2 separate regions of the Rattus norvegicus genome follow, and region 1 is linked to region 2. The links are chromatin contacts, called in public Hi-C maps. All regions are on one chromosome and are shown on one strand. The core of a region is the stretch at or near the end of the contact, and the rest is flanking DNA. Distances in the headings are between cores, read along the strand shown.

Region 1 (5,369 bases), core at 1,400-3,899, 490 kb after region 2:
ATATACTATGTTGCAGGACTCCAGAATGAGCCTGTGATTCCTGGGACTCATCAAGTTCTTCTTCTTTTTAATTTATTTGTAACGGATAAGATAAGCACTTATTATTCCTTTGAGCACTTGTACTTTTTACAGAATTGCCTTTATCCCATTCCCTGCTGAGGAGAGCCCTGAAGCTGCCTTTGTCTTGCATCTGTGCCAGAAAGGACAACCGCATCATTCTCTCCACCTCTCCAGAGGACACTATCTCTTGGGGGAATCTGACTCACAGGAGAAGCTATTCTTCCAAGGCCCTGGAACCTCTTCTTCTGACCTTATTAAATACAGTTTATAGTTCTCCATGCCACTTGCATATTAGAATCACTGGGGGAATATTTTACAAATACTTCACTCCCAGGGATTCTAATTCACTTACCTTGAGGGTGACCCTGAACATGTACATTTTTTTCCTTCTAAAGGATTTATTGAGTGGCCAGGATGAAGATCTGTCTACTTTGGACAGTCATGGTTTCTGCCAGCTTGAATATTATAAGTGGAAGATATCCTCTGTGGAGAAGGGGGAAGGTACCAGAAACTCCCTAAAGAGCAAAGAGTTGAACAGCTTTGCAAGGGGAAAGGTTTCCATGAATAGAAAACTCAAACTCTGGGGAAGATGAGAGAACTAGAGGGGAAGAGAAGGCCATAACACATTCCCTATACAGAAAGGCAGGGTTAGAGGGAAGAAGATGGGTTTTTGTTCATGTAGACAGTTTGATAGTCACCCGAGACGTTAGCCACAGTCATGTACATACCTCTCAGGTGTCCTCTGTCACTCCACAATCCATCCTGACTTGCCCGAGCATAGATCCAGCTTACTATCCCCAGTTCTGAGACTTTTGGGGATGTCTGTAGAGATTCTATTAAATCCACACCCTCTGGTACCAGCACAAAGATTCTCAGTTCAGGGTGAGCATCAGCATCCTTCACAGACTTCGTTCCAATCGATCCCCACGCCCAGTGCATGGATTCTTCTGCCCTGAAGACTAGAAGGGTCTGAGGATCTGAATTACTGTCAGATTCCCAAATGCTCTGCTGCTGGTCCAGGACCACACTCAGAGGAGCACTGTGACGTCTCTCAAAGACAACCACCATCATTTAATGCCCACAACGCTTGACTGCTTTGCAGGATAAAGCCCAAACACTGTTAAAGCACAGTTCTCTGGCATCGCAGCACTTCTGCCACACCTCATCCCTGATCTGGTCCCACAACACTTCCCTATCTTTCACCTTTCTCTTTCCCTCACATCTCTAGGCTTTGTGCACACATCCTCTCCTGGAGGTTTTATTTTTTGTTGTTGTTGCATATTTTGTTGTCTGTGTGTTGTTTTCTTCTCCAGTTTCTATCTTGGGTGGACTCCTATCAGCCACGGTTCTGCTTAAGTATCACCCACTTTATGGAGCCTTCACAGAGCCCTCACTGGTGTGCAGTCTTTCCCTCTTCTCCCCAGGCTCCTATTCTGTGTGCCTTTCACTCCCTATTTGCCTGGCTCTCTCCTCTTTGAATAGATGCTGGACGCCTACAAATTAAGTCACGTTTAATTATTTTCATATCGGAGACTCCCCACAGTGGCCAGCACACACGACATACTAAATAAACATTGATTCCCCAAAACAAAACACTGGATAGTCAAGAACAAGCTATGAAAAGCAGGGATGGCTCCCTTTTTCCTTAAAAAGCCAGCTCCACGCCTTAATCAATTTAGCTGAACCCAGAGGTTGCTTTTACGGTTAGGTACTATAAAAAGGATGACTATGTCTCAAAGCAACTTCCTCAGGCCACCATATCTCTATGTCGGAATGAATGTGATTTTCCTATTTCCTACCCTGTTCTCTCTGAGTGCTAGGCATTTTAACTGTATTTGCCACAAGAGACAACATGGTACCCCATGAAGCAAATAAACTGACGTGTTATTTCACCTGACAAGTAGCAGGGCAACGACTTAATAAAACTCTTCAGTTCTGAAACATCAGGCACGGTGCAATTTGGAGGATGGGAAAACGCAAGGCATCTCCTTTTTTTTATTAAGATGGATGCAAGTATCTCAGGGCACAGTTACAGGAGAGATCCAGCATGATTTAACATACAAATTACTGCCATCCATTTTCAAGCGTCTAAAACCAGGATCAGGCTGAGGAGAGCTTAAATCTGTAAATGATTCTGAGCATGAGAAGTTTTGCTCTGTCTCCTGGATGGCGTTTTATAAAACACATCTTTCATTTCCAGTGTTGAAGAATTTAAGGCATTAGGAGTTGTACATTCAGATAGAAATTGGCTGGAGGGAAGGTACTTGTTGGCAGTGCGTATGTTCGTAAATGATTTACAGAAGCATATGAGTTGGTTTATTCTGAGTTTTAATCTTCTCTTTCAATAAAACATTGACCAAGGACTTGGAGATCTGCCTGTGTTGTTCTTTGGAAAGGCAAGGCTCTGCGTGTCGTGACAGGAGTAATGGGTGATGTTGTGTGTGCCGAGAAGACTCCTGGGATCCAATTGCTAATTCAGCGTGGAGTAATCATTGATTAATTCATTTGCTTAACAGGTTTGCGTGAGGGTCAGTGCTGTGTGGGTGCTCTTGCTGGCCTAGGCATTGCAGCCATGAACAAAACAAACACCAGTTGCTGCATGGATCCTGTTCTCTGGTTGTGCAATGTGGCAGTGCCAATCACTATGGAGAGAAGTGAGTTCAGCTAACAGAATCATGGCAGAAGTGAGCTGGTGGGCAATGGTCGGAACAGTTTTGAGGATGGTGGCAGCAGTGAGAGATCGTGGCTTTAAACCAAATGGTCTGAGAAGAGCACCTTGCTCCAGAAGAGAATGAAGAATGGTCTTTGAAGCCATCTGGGTAAAGTGAACCCTGGTGTGAGGAAGCAACAGCAAGGGACGTGATGGCTGGACTGAGTGGCCATGAAATCGATCCAAGCAAGGTCCGAGAACAGGGGCTGGTTATGCATGGCTGCATAGCACACTGGGCCCATTCTGGCTTGACCTGGAAAACTCTGGTGTTTCAGACATTTATAGTTTAATAAGATGGCTGTCATATTCAGAGTAGGTGGAAGGAAACAAGACAGGGTTGGCAGATGAGCCAAAAACCCCTCATGATTGGCCAGGAGAGAAAGGGTGGTGACCGGCACAAGGATCAGTGGATGGAGGTGGGTAGACATACTCATTATGTGCAAATACATTTTTGAAATTGAGCCCTGGCAAGATTTACTAAAGCTAGCTAGCTAGTGTGAGAAAAAAGAGCGGGGCTGACAGCTCAGTCGGTAGAGGTCTTGTCCTGAGTTCCACCCCCCAGAATCTACATTCTAAAAAAAAAAATTGTAAGTCAGGTGTAATGACTTCTATTAACAGGAGACAAATGTTTCTAATCCCAGCAGGAGAGAAGCAGAGATAGATTCGGTCAGGCAGCCTACCTTACTCTGTCAGTCACTGGGCAATGGAAAACTGTCTCAAAAAACAAAAAAGGTGGATGGTACTTGAGGAATGGCATCTGAAAGTTTCTTCCATACATACCCAGGGGAGAGAAAATGAGAGCGGAAATCAAAGACAGCATCAAGGTCCTGAACCACAGGGAGCTCCTGTTTGTTATTTTCTGTGAGAGAAAAGCCTTTAGAAGAGACAGAGAGCTGTCCCACAGATGTATTCTACTGAGATGCTGATGAAGAAGCCAAGAGGAGCCTGGGTAGACGATGTGCAGGGCCATAAACAGCAAGGAGCCACTCTTGTGTGGATAGTCTTTCCCATCACACTGCACAAGCTTGCCAAGGATAAACTCATAGACAGAAATGAAAAGCCGCCTGGTGGGGAAAGTTCTGGACTACTAAGTGTGGGGCCCACCCAAGGCAGGACACAGAACATCCAGTGAGCTTCCGAGAAGTCAAGAGGGCATGGGAAGGGAATGCTTTGAGAAAGAGGGCATGGTAAGCCATCAAGCACAATGCAGAGCTGTCCCTTTGGTTCAACAAGCCTTGACGGTAGAAAGAACAGACTTGATGGAATCGTGGAGGTAAAGTCGACAGGAGGCATCGAACGGAGAACAATGAGCAGACAAGAACTTTGGTGCTGTGTGCTAAGTGTATTTTAGTATATTCAGCCAGAAAGCAAAGACCCGGGGTGGGGCCTGGATGAGCAACGTGAATAAGAAAGAAAATGGAGTTCAGAGAAGTTCGGGAGAAGGCTTGTGGAGCCGATGACCCGGAACTAGTGGGTAGGGGTGGGCTTTCATCGGAAGTATGAGAGGGGAGGAAGGAGCAGAATGAGGTCGCAAATACAGGCAGGTGGGTGGATGTGGGGGTTGTGAACGCCACCTTCCGATTGCTTCTGTTTTCTCTATGAATCTGAAGAAGCCAGACCATGAGCTTGAGGTCTGTGGGTCTCCACAGAGTGAAGGGCAGCAGCGGCCTTGGAGTCTGCAGCGTCCTGCAGGTAACATGGATGGGGTTGAAAAAATGAACGAGGGCAACAGCCAGGCTCTGTTAGGACCCACTGGCCCTTTAGCAATAATCAATTTAATGTGCCATCAGTCTGTCCAGGGGAGCTTTGAAGAGTTGACTGGAGGAGAGAACGTTGGGGAAGTCAAACAGAGAACTTGGGATGGGTTATTTAAGTGCTGGGACAAGATAAATGTTGGTGACTGTTCGCAGTGGTCCAGGAGCTGAAGTAATCTAAAGATGGACTCTCCCAAGTTTTGACTATTACTTAACTAAATGAAAAGACTTTAAATGCTCTGCCTGGGGAAAGGCTCAGTGGGTAAGAACTTGATGTGCGAGTGAACAGACTTGAATTCAGGTTCCCAGAACGGATGTAAAATACAGAAATTGGACTATGACCACAGTGATCCTATGAGACAGGAGACAAAAGCAGGGGACTCCCCTGGCACTGAGGCCAGCTAACCTGAGGTCCGTTGCAGTGAGGAAGAGATCCTGTCTCAAGCAAGGTGGAAGGGGCAGGACATCTGAGGTTGTCCTCAGATCACATCCATTTACACTTGTACATGCCAGCACACACACACACACACACACACACACACACACACACACACACACACACACACACACACACAACACAGGCAAGGTGCAAAAGAAAGAAAGAAAAATGCAAAATGCCGCAAAAGCCAATTAATTTTTAAATGTATTTATTGTCAAACCGCAACACTGACTTCTATTAACTATCCTTTGGCACCACCTGCTGGAGACAGATCCCAGCAGCTAACTTCAAGGAACATTTCCAATCCCAGCAAATGAGAGCAAAGCTCTCAGCGGGTTGGGATTCATCAGAAGAATCACTAGTGAATTCCACTGTAGGTGATCCTTCCACAAAGCTTGGGTTTTCG
Region 2 (5,488 bases), core at 1,421-3,920:
CGCAAGGTAGGAGGCGGCTGTGGAGGCTGCACTAGGTATCCTAGAGGATTTACTCTCTGGTCACAGAGGGTGTATTAGTTACCATTACCATTGCCTTAACCAGAAACAAACAAAACCAAATAAATAAAAATTCAAAAACAAAAACCAAGGGAAGGGTATATTTTGGCTCGTGATTTTAGAGTATGGTCCATATTGGCTAGGAAGTTGTGGTGGCAGGCTTGGCTGGTGGGGTGGTGAAGAATCTGTGAGGGGTTGAAGCAGCCCCAGCACTGTCACGTGACTTCGGAAAGCCAGAAATCTAGACACTGGGTAGCTTTATCGCCCAAGGTCCGCCCCCAGTGACTCACTTCCTCCAGTGAGGCTCCGCCTCCCAAATCCCACAACCCTTGGACACAGCGCCACCCAGTGGGAAGCACGTGTTCTAGCACATGACCTGTGGAGGCTTTGCATATTGAAATCATAGCAGCATGGTTACTTTGAGGACGAACAGAGAGCCCTTTTTAGCGCTATTACAGCAAAGCCTCAGAAGTCGAGGTTAAAGTACTACACCGAAGTGTATATGTTTTCATGAATCAATTTCAAAAGTTCAGGCGTCAGAGTCCTGTGAAGCCCAGAACTTTACTAGTGAGAGATTGTATGAGAATGTAACTTAAAGTAAATATCATTTCCACCACATTTTGTCATCAGATTTCCCTGAGCATCCTTTAAGGTTTTTACTTTTAACTAACTACCTTCCCACATCCATATTTTGTTTATAAATTGCCACCAAACTTATTTTTAATGAGCTGTTGAATATATGTATTTTAGGTTTTGTGGTGCTTTAATATGTGAGCGTGTGTGTGTCTGTGTGTCGTCTGTGTGTGTGTCTGTGTATATCTGTGTCATTGTGTGTCTGTGTCATTGTGTGTCTGTGTGTCTGTGTCACTGTATATGCGTCCATGTCTGTGTCTATGTCTGCGTGTATGCCTATGTCTGTGTGTCTGTTTCTACATCTGTGTGTGCCTATGTCTATGTGTCTGTGTCTATGTCTATGTCTATGTCTGCGTGTGTGTCTGTGTGATCCGGAGTGAAGATCAGAGGACAGCCGCACATGTGACACCCTTCCCCTTCCACCTTGTTTGAGGTGGAGTCTCTTGTCCAGCACTGCATAGGCAGCACTGGCCGGCCTGGGCGCCTTCAGGGGTTCTGTGTCTGCCTTCCTTGTCTCCCTGGGAACGTTGACTACAGTTGTGCTACTACTCCAGCTTAACGTGGGTTCTGGGGATCTGAATTCAGGTCCTCACACTAGCTTTGCCTAATGAGTCATCTCCCCAGCCCTGGTTTGTAAATGTTATGGAATGCTTTCCCTCTTCATTAGAAGCACACAGAGTTGGGGATCCCTCTTTGAGGGGACCTGGCAGGCCCTGGCTCACGGCTGAGACGGTTGCTGTCACTCTTTCAAATGTCTCCCAGAATACACCCATTAGGAGACCATTCCCTGTCACCTCTTTGAGTCTTGAGGCTACCGTCTTCTCTCCAACTGGCGCCTTCCTTTGTGTCCCTCCAGGTCCTGTGTAAATGGCACCCTGGTCTGCAGCGTGACCCAGCTGTGGCATGGTGACAGGATCTTATGGGGAAACAACCACTTTTTCAGGTAACAGCTTCATGCTCTCTAGCATTTTTTATTTCCATTTTTTTCCCCTGATATGTATACATCAAGCTGATATTATCCAATGATGGAAACCTCCACAGAATTAACTTGCCTAAGAGGAAACGGCGGGACTGGCTGAAAGACTTTGAGAAAGAAACCAGCGCCACGGAGCATGATCTAGACGCTGCGAGTGAGGCCTCCTCAGAACCAGACTACAACTACGAGTTCGCACAGATGGAGGTCATCATGAAAACACTGAACAGCAATGGTAAGACATCGGCTCCTTTGTAGGTCAGTCCCCGAGGGACACTGGTATAGAAGCAGAGCCATCCCAAAGCTTAGACATGGCCAGTCCTTTATTTACTGAGAGGCCATCATCAGCAAAGAGTACCATCAAGACTGCAGAGAAAACTCAGGTGGAACCAGGGAGTATGCAGATGGCCCCCTTTTGGGGACTTCTTGTCCCCAAAGCCAGTTATAATAACATCTCCATGGTCACAGAGCATTTACTGAATGGATCTGACAAAGTTTTTTGTTTTTTTTGTTTTTTTTTTTTTTATCAAATTTTCCACCATTGGTCTTGTCATTTCTGGGAGAATGAAAAAGTCGCTGAAAAAATACGGATCCAGGAATTTTGAATATAAAAAGGAAGCATTTACTATGGGCTCACTTGGAAACTACTTCCTAAGAGACTTACTTAACCGACAGGCTCAAAGACCTTTGGTAAAAACGATGTTTAAAGTGAACTGTTCTTTAGGTCGTTTACCTGCATAGGACAATGCCTACCTCACTCTACCAATCGCCCCCGAGGGTTGCATGCCCTGATGCAGCCATATGAGCTGGTGGCCTTGGTGTCCTCAGAATTCCGTCTCCCGCTAGGTGGCTTCCCGATCGTAAGCCTGTCTGCCTGGTGGTCGTCCCCGTGGTGGTCCTATTTGAAGATCCTCTTCCCCCTCCTGTGGTTTCAGACGAAGCTGGTTCACCAACACTGGGAGAGAGGTTCTTAACTGCTGCTTTAGCATGCGGGAACCTGGCTGGCTTCCACCAGGGCCGCTGAGGGATGGTGTGTGCTTCGAGCTTTGGCCAGGTCTAACAGGGCAGTACTGAGGTGAAGCAAAGGTTTTCTGCCTGACAGAACTGCTTCTTGACCGTGACTGAGGAATGTTTTCTTCCCCAAAATGATACCTGAACCCCATTCCAGTTCTGGTACCTTCCAGCTGTCCTGTTCCTTATAAGCCCAGCTGCACAGGAGAGCGTCTTTGTGTTAACTGCTGCTGTGACTAATGGCTTCATTCCTGCAGAGACCATGGCACTTTTAAATGTAACCTCTGTTCTCTCTGTAATCACTGAGACCTCTAGAGTAAGTTCTGACCTAAAACCCAGCTCATCTGCCTGTAGTCATAAAAGAGGAAGCTGGGGAAATAGCTCTGCAAGTTAAAAGCTTGCTCTGCAAGCCCGAGGGCCAACATTCTGGTCCTCAGAACCCACGGCACCCCACCTGTCATCCAGCATGGGGGAGTGGAAACAGGATCCCTGGAACAAGCTGCCTAGCTGGATCTGAGGACTTGGTGAGCTCTGGGTTCCAGGGAGAGACCTACATTAATACATAATATAGCAAAGGTACTTGATGTTAGCCTTAGGCCTCTACGTGCATGCACGCACATGTGCACCCACACACCCCTCTGAACATTCATGCACCCATAGACCCATCCGTGCATATCAAAAATGAAAATAAAGTAGAAGAAAGTCTAGCGCAGAGCAACGACACCTCTTTCCCACGTGGAAATCAAACACTACCAACCTTTCCCCAAGTTCTTCTGAAGCCAGCTCTAAAATAAAGACTGTTAGGGACCAGCCAAGGTTATGGGCCGGTTTCTCACATCTAGGATTAGGAACTTCTTTTTCTCCTGCAGATGGACTCTCTTCACATCCCGGTGGGAGTCATTTCTAATGCTCTTGCCGATGCCCTCTACCAGCACCCGTAGGACCTATTTTATTTTATTTTATTTACTAAAAATAAGAGGTACTTCCTTCTAGAACCGTTTTCGAATGACCGTAACTTGGAGACACATGTTTAGGTTGCCTTAAATCCCATATTTCAAATGGAAGTTTTATCATTTTACGAAACAGAGGAAGTCATACATCAAGGGACGTTTTAAACACGTCAGTGGGTACATGAGAGAGGCGGGTATGGCCAGATGGGACAAGCTTTTCTATAAGCCCGAGATGCTATCCGTGATATTCTTAGATTTGGGGCTGGCGAAAGCTAGTGGTCTGTTACGTTAATGATTCGAAATGGTTTTTATCTGTTAGTCACAGGATGTTAGCTCAGACACAGGTGGGCAAGGGTGGGCCCTTCCAGAGGGCTAGCACTAACCTAAGACCTGCACCATTGCAGTCTCTCCACGGTCCTGAAATCAGCCAGTCTCCGTAGACACAGCTTCTTTACAAGAGTCCTTATTTACAAAACCTGCTGCTGGTCATGCAGTGCATTTTGTGCGCGCGGGGGAGGGGGGGGGAGCATGTATTATTTATTAAATATTATAATGTCCCTTGGGGCTAGAAATCTCATTCCTAGGATCTGATATAGATGAGGCTGGGTAGTGGGCAGGACTGCAGTGTTTGGGAGAGAGAAAAAGCCATTAAGAAAGAAACTTCTGGGTCATATCAAAGCTGCCAGCCATGTTAGAATCTATTCTTAAAAGAGGCTGTGTAGGGTAGCAAAGGCATCAAACTGATTGACAGGAGAGAGAAATAAATATCATCAAAGATTTCCCAGGCTGGGGAAGACAGCTTAGTCAGGACTTTCCTTCCAATTATAAAGACCTGAGTTCAGTCTCTAGCGCTCGCATTTAAAGGAAGAGCAGCCTGTATCCGTAAGCCTAGCACCGGAGACACAAAGAAGGATCCTGCGGCTTGATGGGTGGCCGGCCTAGACTCACTGATGAGCTAGCGAGAAACCCGGGGGTGGGGGCGGGGGGGGGTGAGACGTCTAAGCAGGTCAGGGTACTTGGTACTAAGCCTGACAACCTGAATCGGATCCCCAGAACATACATGGTGGAAGGAAAAGGCCAACCACGGCAAGTTGTCTCCTACTCTGTAGACACGCCACAGCATGCGTGCTCGTGTACACACGAAATGAATAAATGTTTCTGAACATGCCTGAGGGATAATGCTTAAGAATTGCCTCTGGCCTACCACATGCACACATACCCACATGCATCCCACCTCACAAACATGTGTACATGCATGTGTGGATAGACACTCACTGTAAAGAAAAAGATCAAAAGAAAATTTAAAGAAATGTAAGCAGGGCTGTGTCTGATGAACCCCGGGAGGGGACCCGGATGTCTGGCTCGGGAGGCTCAAGCACAGGACTAAGTTGCTGCCCTCTCTGTATCTGCATCTTGGTCTGTGGCCCCAGTTTGTGCTGTGTCACTTTGGCTGCTGGTGCGGCTGTAAGCAGCCTGCCCTACAGCCTTTTTGACATGGAACCCAGGTTGAGATCCTGCTGTATCGGCCACTGGGGTCGCATGTGTTTCTGCAACATGGAAAGCAGGAGTGTGGATTAAATACATTTTTCAGGACGTGGGCAGTAAAAGTCAACGGCAGGCTTTGCTTAGCATGAACAAGGCCCAAGGTTCCATCCCCAGCGTGCCATTCGGGGTTTTGTCACAAAACCCTGCGAGGCAGTGTCTCAGTTTTGAAAACTGATGCTGCTTTGAGGCGGGGGATGGATTTTAGAGTAATCTGGCTGTCTGTTTGGAAGGCCCCTGTTCTTTGATGAGTGCCCATAAGGAGAGACTTTCAGGATAAGAGCATTGTATCGATTGTTCATCAAGTCGATGTCCACCCGTC

The links. Hi-C and Micro-C count contacts between places; a contact is called where the count stands out from the background.
Region 1: a contact with region 2 is called in a Hi-C map of kidney, with 5 times the contacts expected there. The contact joins two enhancer-like sites. A contact is called at or near these places in 9 of 12 Hi-C or Micro-C datasets (the A7r5 cell line, Schwann cells, frontal cortex and 5 more).

What each region holds. Positions count from the first base shown.
Region 1 is chr17:18,585,227-18,590,595 of GRCr8, forward strand. No RefSeq gene overlaps it. Among named protein-coding and RNA genes, the nearest start is that of Stmnd1, 39 kb to the right of the region's middle. Within about 2 kb of position 2,650, at least 6 of the 93 cell types and tissues checked have an H3K27ac peak or open chromatin away from gene starts, as enhancers often do. A contact at or near this core is called in kidney, where this site is marked.
Region 2 is chr17:18,094,636-18,100,123 of GRCr8, forward strand. Kif13a (kinesin family member 13A) reads left to right here. Exons shown (of 37, transcript NM_001107462.1): 12 at 1-6; 13 at 1,547-1,633; 14 at 1,732-1,898. Among named protein-coding and RNA genes, the nearest start is that of Rpl27-ps4, 74 kb to the right of the region's middle. Within about 2 kb of position 2,671, at least 1 of the 93 cell types and tissues checked has an H3K27ac peak or open chromatin away from gene starts, as enhancers often do. A contact at or near this core is called in kidney, where this site is marked.